Regions from separate parts of the Strix aluco genome. Here region 1 is linked to region 2. A link is a contact called in public Hi-C data. All regions are on one chromosome and are shown on one strand. Each heading gives the region's core, a stretch centred on a gene start, on an enhancer-like site or on the middle of the called end of the contact. The rest is flanking DNA. Distances are from core to core; before and after follow the strand shown.

Evidence for each region. Hi-C and Micro-C count contacts between places; a contact is called where the count stands out from the background.
Region 1: a Hi-C map of heart shows a contact between it and region 2, with 6 times the contacts expected there. The contact joins the promoter of NNT here to the promoter of ZNF131 in region 2. A contact is called at or near these places in 2 of 2 Hi-C or Micro-C datasets (brain and heart).

Annotation. Positions count from the first base shown.
Region 1 is chrZ:79,475,575-79,480,493 of bStrAlu1.hap1, reverse strand. NNT (nicotinamide nucleotide transhydrogenase) reads right to left here and starts at 3,268. Exons shown (of 22, transcript XM_074813339.1): 1 at 3,154-3,268; 2 at 1,887-2,084. The coding sequence starts at 2,037. It overlaps PAIP1 (poly(A) binding protein interacting protein 1), which reads left to right and starts at 3,387. Exons shown (of 12, transcript XM_074813348.1): 1 at 3,387-3,751; 2 at 4,849-4,919.
Region 2 is chrZ:79,306,961-79,312,005 of bStrAlu1.hap1, reverse strand. It overlaps ZNF131 (zinc finger protein 131), which reads right to left and starts at 2,334. Exons shown (of 9, transcript XM_074812721.1): 1 at 2,233-2,334; 2 at 431-614. The coding sequence starts at 490.

The sequences.
Region 1 (4,919 bases), core at 2,019-4,518, 170 kb before region 2:
GTACATTGAAAACCTCTGAGTCAGTCACTTCGTAAGTACCTTTCCCACGTCTTGGGAAAGTTTTGCATCTGTTTCTGAAGCGTCTCATGCTAGTGACTATTTGAGACAGGTTACAGGAATACTTGTTTACTCCTGTATGAAAATTCCTGTGTTTCTAAGAAAGAAAATAACAGCAAAATAAATAGCAACAAGAAAAGTATCCATCCTCCAAGTTCACTTTTCAACAGACTCCAAATCTCTTCACTCCTCAAGCAGCTGTTATTCTTGTTCATAACATATCCTGAACTAAATGAAAACTAATCTGAGAGAATGTAAGTAATAACTAGTCTTAAGAAGAACAACTGTGACACTAGTCTTTTCAGAAAATTTAACTTTTCTCTGTATTACAGTGATTTTACCAAGTGTCACTATAATCAAAGATAATTTCTAAAAGTAAGAGTAAAATGTAGTTACTTTATACGCTGTTAAATTTTGATTCAAGAGCATTAGAAAGTGTACATAGGCAATAGTACTGCTACTGATTTGTCATTCAATGGCTATTCTATCCTTGATTTGTCCTCTACTGAATGACAAATCTCATGTTACCAAAATGAACTATAAGGACAGCTTAATTATCAACCAAAAGACTTACCAAACTCACAATTCTCAGCATTAAATAACTGCATTGCCTGAATACTACTCGCCCTTAAGTAAGGACTTCCACACGACAGACCTGAAGGGACAGCACTGAATGCTTAAACACATGCCACTAATGAGAATTCTCTGTCCTTGTGGAAAAATTTCTGGAAAGTGATTCAGAAAAGCAAGAAAATGCACACGTACACACAGAGATAAGCATACTAATTTCAGTAAAACTGAAGAGATCTTTCCATTTCATGATCAAATTTGTGGTCAAAGTCAAATACAAAGATTGATTCCAAACTCAAACAACAAGGGCACTTCCCTGGGACATTTGAGCAAGAACTTTGAACCTAGTCTCCTACATCCCAGGTTAACACTCCCAACCAAGGGACAATTTGCCTTATCAATACAGACAAATGTGTCTTTCATTCAGATAAAAAATTTGGAGCATCACAAATTTATGGCATGGCAAAACTATGACCTCATCAGTTCTGACAGACCCCCTGATCCCTCAGCTGTCATTCAGAGCAAAGAAATTCAGGTTTCAACATGTAACTGTGGTAAACAGCTATGAGATACAGATTATCAGGAGCCCTCAGAGTAAAGAAACAGTGAAGGTCAACCGATTTTCATACACCAGACTCAGGTCATAAACTTGAACTAAGGAAGCCCCCATTCCTCCCTCCTTTTTTTCCTGAAAATACCTGAACCTGTCCATTATCTGCACTAACATGTAATTAGTGCAAATATACCAACAAACCCTACACATGAAGATGCAGATCAAAAGTTATCCAAGGCGGTACAACGTAAGAGTTTCCTGAAAAAAAGTTAACAGATTTTTTTAGATGGCATAATTACACCTACATATAGCCATGTTTGCAGATGCTGTCTTGGTGAGGGCTGTATTTTCCCCTGCATGCACACAAAGAGTTGCACTACCAAAACTCATGGGGAACTCGGGCTTTTAACTTAGAAAAACATTTGTTTAAATACTTCCTCAAGCAAGGTGCCAGCAGGAGCTTTGATCCCCCACCCATAAAAACTATTTGAATCCAAAGCATTCGTAATAAACACAAACACCTTCTGCATAAGCCCTTTAAAACCCGTGTAAATTTATACTGCAACTGACTCAAGTATACTGTTGACATCATTTAAGAACATTCTTTTTTAAGTCTTTTCTGTACCAATGCCTACCTGAAAGAAAAATTCAAGCTATCTTCATGTTTTGACATAAAAGATTATTTACAATAGTTTAATCAATTTACCTGGCTTTGGAGCTGCCTGAGACGTGAGCATCTGGTGGGTTCTAAACATTCGCAAACATGGCATCTTTGCAGAACGCATCTTAGGTGGTAACACATTGCCAAAACCAGGGGTTAAGCACCCATTAACAGCAATACGCAGAAGGCTTGCCATTTCACCCAGACCTCACAGCAGACTCCTTGCCACGTATGGAATCTCTGCTGCACGCGGGAAAACAAAGCAAGAATTGTTAATGATACTAGACAGAAGGTATGTAAACTCAGCAGCTTAAGCCTGGTCGACTGCCAGTAGCCATGAGATGATCATTTCTCCCCACCTTTTCTTTCTAGCTAGAAAACAAACTCCACTTTTTTTTCAAACTGAGCAAGACAACTATCAAACTGAAGTAACAAGCCCATGGGAGGACTGACATTACAAGCTCACCTAGAGGTCATATTTCTGTGACTCAAGATCATATTCTCTTTGCACCGTTGCTCTAAACAAGCAATTCTGACACGGGAAAACCTCCTGCGCCCCAAGGAACCAGACAAACACTTCTAATAATCCCAGGCAGAGATCCCAAAGGAGTTACCCGATCGGGACCACCGCCTGCGGGCGCTCAGGAGACCTACCAAAGCCGGCACTCGCAGTGGGACGAGCGGAGCAGCGGGGAGCGGGCAGGGGAGCCGGGCCGCCCTCGCTAGCAGGTGGCTGCCGGCGGAAGGAAGACTCTTCGCCCTGAATCCCACCGTCCGCTGGGCTCTAACGCGCCGTTCTGTCCCGTCCCTTCTCACGGCGGCGGCTCACCGCTCCCCGCCGGCCCGGCCCACAAGGCAGGGGCCCCGTTTCGCTCCCGCCGCTATTTATAGCCCGCAGCCACCGACTGACCTTGGGCAGCCGGCTCGCCCTCCGCGGCCCGGGCCCACCGCCCCCCGCCGCCACAAGGGCCGGCAGCCATCGCGCCCGCCCAGGGGGAAGCCCAGCAGCCGCCACCTCTCTGCTCTCCACCTGGGAGCGCTCCCGAGGGCCCCTTCCCGCGCCACCTGCCTTCTCCGCACGTCCTTCCTCCCACACGTCCGCCCTTCCTCGCACACGCCCGTCCTTCCTCCCACACGTCCTTCCTCCCTCCCACCCGCCCTTCCTCCCGGGCGCTGCGAGAGCGGGACACCGCAGCCTTCTCCTCAGCAACGGCCGCCCGCCGCCTGCGTGGGAAGGCAATCGGAGGAGGTGGTGGTAGTGGTGCTGCTGCCGCCGCCGCCGCCGCGCACACCCCCCCCCCGCCGTACCCACCAGCCGCGCCGTCGGCGCCGGCCCCGCCGCGGCACTGACCGACCTTGGGGCGAGGCGGCGCGAGAGTCCCGCCGTGGGGCGGGGCGGGACGCGGCGTGGGCGGGGCGGGGCCGCCCGCCAACCCGGAAGGAGTGAGGGGAAGGCGGAGGTCGGCGCCGCGGCGTCACGCGGCGTCCCTGTCCCCGCTCTGGAAGGGGGCGGCGGGGGGCGTCTGTCACGTGGCGCCCGTCACGTGGCGCCCGTGTGCCGCCGGCGGCTCGCGCCTCGGGCGCCCGCGTGCGGCTGAGGGGCGGCCGGGCGGCTCCCCCCGCGGCGGTCCGACCCGCCGGTCCTGCGCTCTGCCCGGTGCCGGCGAGGGGGTTCCCGAGGGAAGCTGAGGTATCGCTGCCGGGGCTGAAGTCGTCGCAGCCGTTGCGGGAGCCCTTCAGGTGCTGGGCGCTGGCAGCGGGCGGGCACAAGCAGCCGCTGGCGCGTTCGTCCCTCAGCCGTGGCGGGCCGCCAGTGACTGGGGTGAGGAGGCGAAGGTCGAGGCGGCCGTGTTGCGGAGAGACTTCCCGAATCGTGGTTGTTTAGCGTGGGGAAACGCCACAGCATATAGGTGGTATCTTCTTTATTATTGTCGTTATTTCTTGAAACGTGTAGTAAAGCAATGATCTGGTGTGAGTGTTGGACGTAGAGTGGTAGATATAAAACGGGGATAGCAAAGGGGAACTCTAGCAACTGTATAAATAATGTATGAATCCGTAAAGAGAACACGCTATTAAAGAGACAGCTCACAAAGGACAACTTGCTGGGTTGCCTGTTGCCTTTATATCTTCTCGTTTCACACGCTCTGTAGTTTCTAGGTATGACTTAGGCAATTTTTAAAATTTTTACATCTGTGTAATTGCTCATGCAAAATCGCCAGAGATGTCACACAGCTTCCAGTCTCACAACTCATTGATTATGACTACAAGTGAAGTTAAAACACTGAAAACATTAGTCTCTGAGAGCAATTAATAGGTTACTCTACTACTAGATGTTTGGGAGATTACTGTGCTTTTAAATAAATTTGTGGGAAAGATTCTGTTTAGAGTTACAGCTTATGTGCTAATAATATGTGTTTTATGTTTTGGGCTCAATAACCATTGACTAGGGCAACGACATGCCTCATCAGTATGATAGGGATCAGCATAATTGCAATTATTAAAAACACATTCAGTTTTAAAAGATAGAACCAGCCCTCTCCATTTTTCTAGTTAGAAATATGTTTTCAGCATAAAAATAAAAAAAATATGTAAAAGCACTTGTGTTCTGAATAGTGACAAAGTAGCAGCTGCTGTTTTCTCAGTACCAAGCACTGCTGGTGTGTGCACTACTGCTACTGAATTAAGTTTTAGGCTATAAGGTAGCATGCTTAGGACAAAACAGGTAACTCCTCTAATGGATATTTATAAGTGGTCATAACTGTGTTTGGTGGAAGTTCTGATCCAGTCATTGGGTGTTTAGGATGTGTCTTGCTAGCGTAAGTAGCTCAGGTTTTCTGCTGTTTGGCCTCAGAGGATTGAAGTAATTGACAGCACTTCAGGTACTTGGGCTGGAACATTGTAAGCACAATTTTAGGCATTGTCTAAAGGGGTTGACTATTGTAGGTAGTACTTGGAGATTGTAATTTTGGATTTAACTGCCTGATTCTTTTTTAAATTTTTGTTTTAGGTGTCTAAACTGGGGAGGAGAAATTGGGTTCCCAATCAAACACAGCTGCTCTCATGCAAACTTCAGTAGCG
Region 2 (5,045 bases), core at 1,085-3,584:
CAGGCTTGGTAACTCCCCTGTGCGGCCGCGTAAATTGTACCTCACTTACAACAAACACACATACGGGTATACGGGGTTTGATAGAAGCAGAGAGAATTACCCAGTTACAATAAAAGCAAAGTTATTTTCTTATGGCTAACAGACATCAAGTAAAGGAAATTGTGGAATTCCTATTTTCACTATAAAACACACTCTTTTTTTGCATCTCGGAAAGACTGGCTCATGCAGAAGTCATTTTGCCAAGAGTACGAAAAAAGAAGAGCTGAAGCAACTGCTTATGGAAGTCTAGCTCTACCTGCTGTTATTGCTTTGCCAAGGAGATGCTGAAATACCTATCAGGGTCTTAAAAGGGATAGAGGAGACCAGCCTGTGGGGGCAAGGGAGAAGGTGAGGTAGAAGGGAACAGGTGCTGCTGCTGTATTCACTTCACCTCATTTGTAACGATGGGTCTAAGAGAGGTGACGAGCAGCTCCTGCCTTTCTTCCATCATCTGGTATTCCCCATACAAGTCTTATGTGGGAAGTTGTCAGCCATTTACTTCACTGTTTAATTCTTCTTGACCATTCTTGACACATCACAAAAGGACAGATGACTCGCAGTTAAAAGCATAACTCCTTAAAAGTTAAAACAAACAAAATTTTAACCTCCAACTCTCATGATTTCCACCTACACAAATGCAATTTACTTCCAAATTGAATATTTGTAGGGATATCTTACTAAAACACCCCTCAAAATAAGAGGGTAACCTTCCCCCTACCTGAGAAATTTAAAAAAGATTCTCTCAGAACACTTAAATAACATGAATAAGAAAACATACAACTTATGATAGTTTGTTGGCATGAATTACAAAAAATGTGCATTTACTGTTTATCTAAATGCAGTTGCAGCACTCATTGAGTATTCTCATTATAAAAACTCAGCGTTATTGCAGAAAAAAGCCCAACAGGACAGCATATATTCTATAAGAGCATGACTACTTTGGAGGAAGAAGTGAAAGGTACAGTTGGGAAAACCAAGAAGCCAAGGAAGGCAGGCAGAAGTGATCCAAGTTGCCACTTAAAAGTAGGCTCAGATGAGTGATGGAAACTGGACTACTTCAGTTGTTTACTTTGATATTTTTAGAAGATGCAGCCAACTACTGACAAGTTTATCGGTTTGTAAAGATGGATGCATCTCACATGATATGCATGCGACTTGCAGATGTTTTTATAAATCTACCAGAAGGAAGCCATCTTATTATTATCCTGGACTGCACTACAACAGGAACTCCTTGTATTTTAAGAATGACATTTGTTTTCTTTGCCTGCACAGATCATACACGAATGCAGCCAGTCAGAGCAGCGTTATGGCAATTGAGATGACCCGGAGGAGCAGACCGAACACCGGCCCAACCACCGCCACCTGCAGCCATCTCAGGGAAGGGCGATCTGAGAGGTGCCTGGCGGGCTACAGCAGTGGTTGCTTCCAGGGAACACACAAGTGAGAACTTCTTGTGCATTTCGCTGCGTATTTTCTCCCAAACATAACAACCGCAGAACGGGGACACGAGCTAGCCCCTCGGTCCCCTCAGCCACAGACCAGGCCTCCCTGACGCGGTGGCGGCCCAGCCCGACACCGGCAGCCGCGCTGCTGGGGGGCGGCAGAGGCCTTTCACCACCCACAGCGGTCACGAGGCGGCCCCGCCCCCCGGCAGCCCCCACCCGCCGCCCTAGGGCTCCGCCGAGCTCTCGCAGGCCCCGCCCCCACCGAGCCCCGGTGGCCGCGCGCGCGTCCCGCGGGCTTCAGCCCTCGCGCCCCGTAGCCAGCCACAGCCTCCCGCAGCCCAACCGCGGCCCCATTGGCGAGCGCTGATGGCAGTCAGCGCGACCTTCGCCAATCGTAAGGCGGCGGCTCAGCCCGCCCCAGGCGGGAGAGCCAATGAGCGCCCGCCGAGTCCCAGGAGCGGGAGAAGGCGGAAGGCCTAGACAGCGCCGAGTGCCCGCCGGGCACAGGCGCCCCGACAGCGGTGCGGGCGGCCGCCGGCGGGAGCGGGTGTCCCACGGGGGTACCCCCGGGGAAGGGACCGGGCCGGTGCCGGCCCGAGCCGTGCGTTTGGCATCAACGCCGCCTCGCTAGTCCTTATTACGTCATCAAAGCGCGCATTAAATCGATCCCTTTTCAATTCCCGGCCAGGTCGCGCCCCGGCGGCGCGGCGCCCCGCGGGGTGGGGAGGCGGTTCCGCTAGGTACTCACCGCGAGGAGCCCCTCGCCCCGCCGCGCCCGCTCCGCCGTTACCGCTTCCTGCTCCCTAGCGCGCTGGAAAGCGGGGCGCGTGCCGGCCAATCGCGACTCGCATTCCCGGCCTGCACCGCGCCAAGGAAGTGACGCAGAGGGTCACCTTTCACACGCCGGGGCGCGCGGGGGGCGGGGCCTGGCGGCCCGGTGCACTCTGGGAGCTGTGGCCCGCGTGGGTGCGCCCGCGGGCGGGGAGCGGTCGCCAGGGGTGGGCGGCGCCGCTGCCGTGAGGAGCCGCGGCCGGGGCGGGCCAGAGGCAGGCCTCTCCCGCGCACTCCCCCGCCTTCCCCCAGCGCTGGCACCCCTGGTGCCGCTGAGGAGGATGCGGCGTCTATATGTGGCGGGGCTGCCGCGGGAAGCGGCGGCTGTGGCCGTCGGCTTGGAGTCGCTTCGGGCCGGAGCAGTGCCGGGAGCCTCGGCGGCGGGCGGCCACCCCGCCCGGCAGGAGGGCTGGCGGCGGCAGCGGCCGTCGCGGCTGGCTGGCGCCCGCCGGAGCACAGCGTGGCGGCGGGGAGGCGGCCTCGGCTCTTCCGGCCCCCGGAGGGGCACCGGCTGCTTTCCGACGGTGGAGGGAAAGCGCAATTACATTCACCATTAGGATAACATTAAACCCCGCGTTGCGCCCAGGCAGTCGGCGCGTTCGCGGGTTTCAGCCGTGAACCGGCGAGTCGGTGCCAATGCCTCCGTAGGGCGGTGCCGGGTGGCGCCAGGCACGCGTGGTGCGTCCCGCTCGCCGAAGGGAAACGCGCGTCTCTCCTCTCCGAGACGGGCTTCGTAGCCGCGTTGCTGCGAGCGAGCGGCGGCGTTCCGTGGTGTGGCGCGCACCGCGGTGTTTTTCTTTTATAATTTAAAATAGTGCTCGAGTATCATGAACTGGTGTAAAGAGCCGCACTGAAATACCGCCCTGCAAGGCTGCCGTTCCTTTCCGTGGCGCCGCCTCTGCCCCAGCTCCGAGTCCCCACAAGCTGAAGAAGAAAACGACGGAGCAGCGCGTCACGGAGCTCCAACAGAGCTGCTGTGTTATTTGGCTGAGGCGCCTGAGGAGAAAATAACGAGCGGCAGTGGCTGCCACCAGCCCCTCAGCTATCCTGTCTGGCCGCTGGCAACCTGAAACGCAGGTTTCTCTTCTAGGCCAGAGTCTTCAGGGGCATCCCTAGTCAGGCAGGCTTGGATGAAAACATACTCATCCAAATAAACCAGTATAATAATTTGTCAAAACAGACACAATGATCGTCCCTTTGACAGCTTCTATGTCAACCATGACAGCAGAAAAGCTGCTGTATGCAATGGCTGTGTGTTCTTACAAGCTTGCCCATGCAATTTCTGTGAGTGAACTTGTTTATGAACTCCCATCACTTTTCCCTGGTGCCGATGTACATGATTAGTTTTGCCGTGTTCATTCTCCACTAAAAGGGTAAATGCCTATTAAAGCAGCTGTTCAGCATAGAAATCCTACATCAGCCAAAACGTAAATGATAGACATTCAGTCAAGTTCAAATTAATTTTTATATACTCTTTAATACATAAACTCCTAAGATTCTGCACAGTGTTTTATAATACAGTAACACAAGAAAGCTTTATCAATAGTGACAGTTTGTAACAATATAAGAAAGTTTGAAGTCAAATTTATGTCCCCTATGTTTCCACATATTGCTTAATGGCCTTGCTAATGTAGCAATACCATTGTTCTTGTTAGTAGATCTGCTCAGACAATTGTCTATCCAGGAGTCGTCTGCCACACCTGTTCTTGTTTTCTGGTATGGGGCAGTAGATGAGGAATGTTGATGCCTCCTCCATTTAGAAACTATAAAGGCTTGCATTAAACCATTGTAGGTCTAATTTTCAGTTGAGGAACTGTACGACCAATAGCTTGTAATTTAAAATGAAATATTGCTAAAGTTACAGCTATAGGACCAAAGTACAACACAAGAATTAAAAATTTCCATTCCAGCACCTTCTACCTATCCAGAAAAGGTCGGTGGTTAGCTTATTTTTCATTAATTTATGGGTTTTTTTCTGACCATTTGCTGTTTTCCATGGCATTTTCCATAATGTTTGTTTCTTTACTTTTTTCCTGTGTCTTCACTCTTCTAATTGTACTGTCAGGTTAGATGGGAGCTTTTAAATGAATGGTTCATAATTCTAATAGCTTTTCAAATATAAGATTAGACTTACTGACTGAGCTATAACTTTTCAGGTTCTCCTTTTCCTCTCTTAGAGATGGGTGTGGTTTCCCAGCACTACCTCTAGGATTTCTGAGAGTTATGTTACAAAACAATGTAATTTAGTTATCAGTCTCAAAATAACCTGGTTTATAGTCCGTTTTATTTACATGAGGAAAAAATGTTAAGCAAACATCCAAATGACCTTTATCAGTATCTCTAGTTCAACTCATATTAGCCATTTGTATGGCTAAAAATTCCCTGTGTTTTTTCCCTTTTCCAGAATCACCTCAGTGACACTTTGAAGAAATCTGTATTCATTAAGATAACGTGATAAGCCTTCTGGACACAACATTCAGTCCAAATTTGGGAATAATACCAAAGCATAGGTGTTCCCTTCCATAGGTGTTCTGGGTTTCTTATGGTAATGTTGAAGAAGGCAGAGAACATCCAGCCAGACTGACTGAGTATTGGTAGCCCCTCCCAGGGAGAGCTGTGAAGTAGCAAACAGACAAAAATGAACACTAAACTAATCATAGAGAAGTGTGAATCATACATTTCCCTTCTTTATTAAAGAAAACCCCTCTTGCCTGAAGAAATGAAGGAATT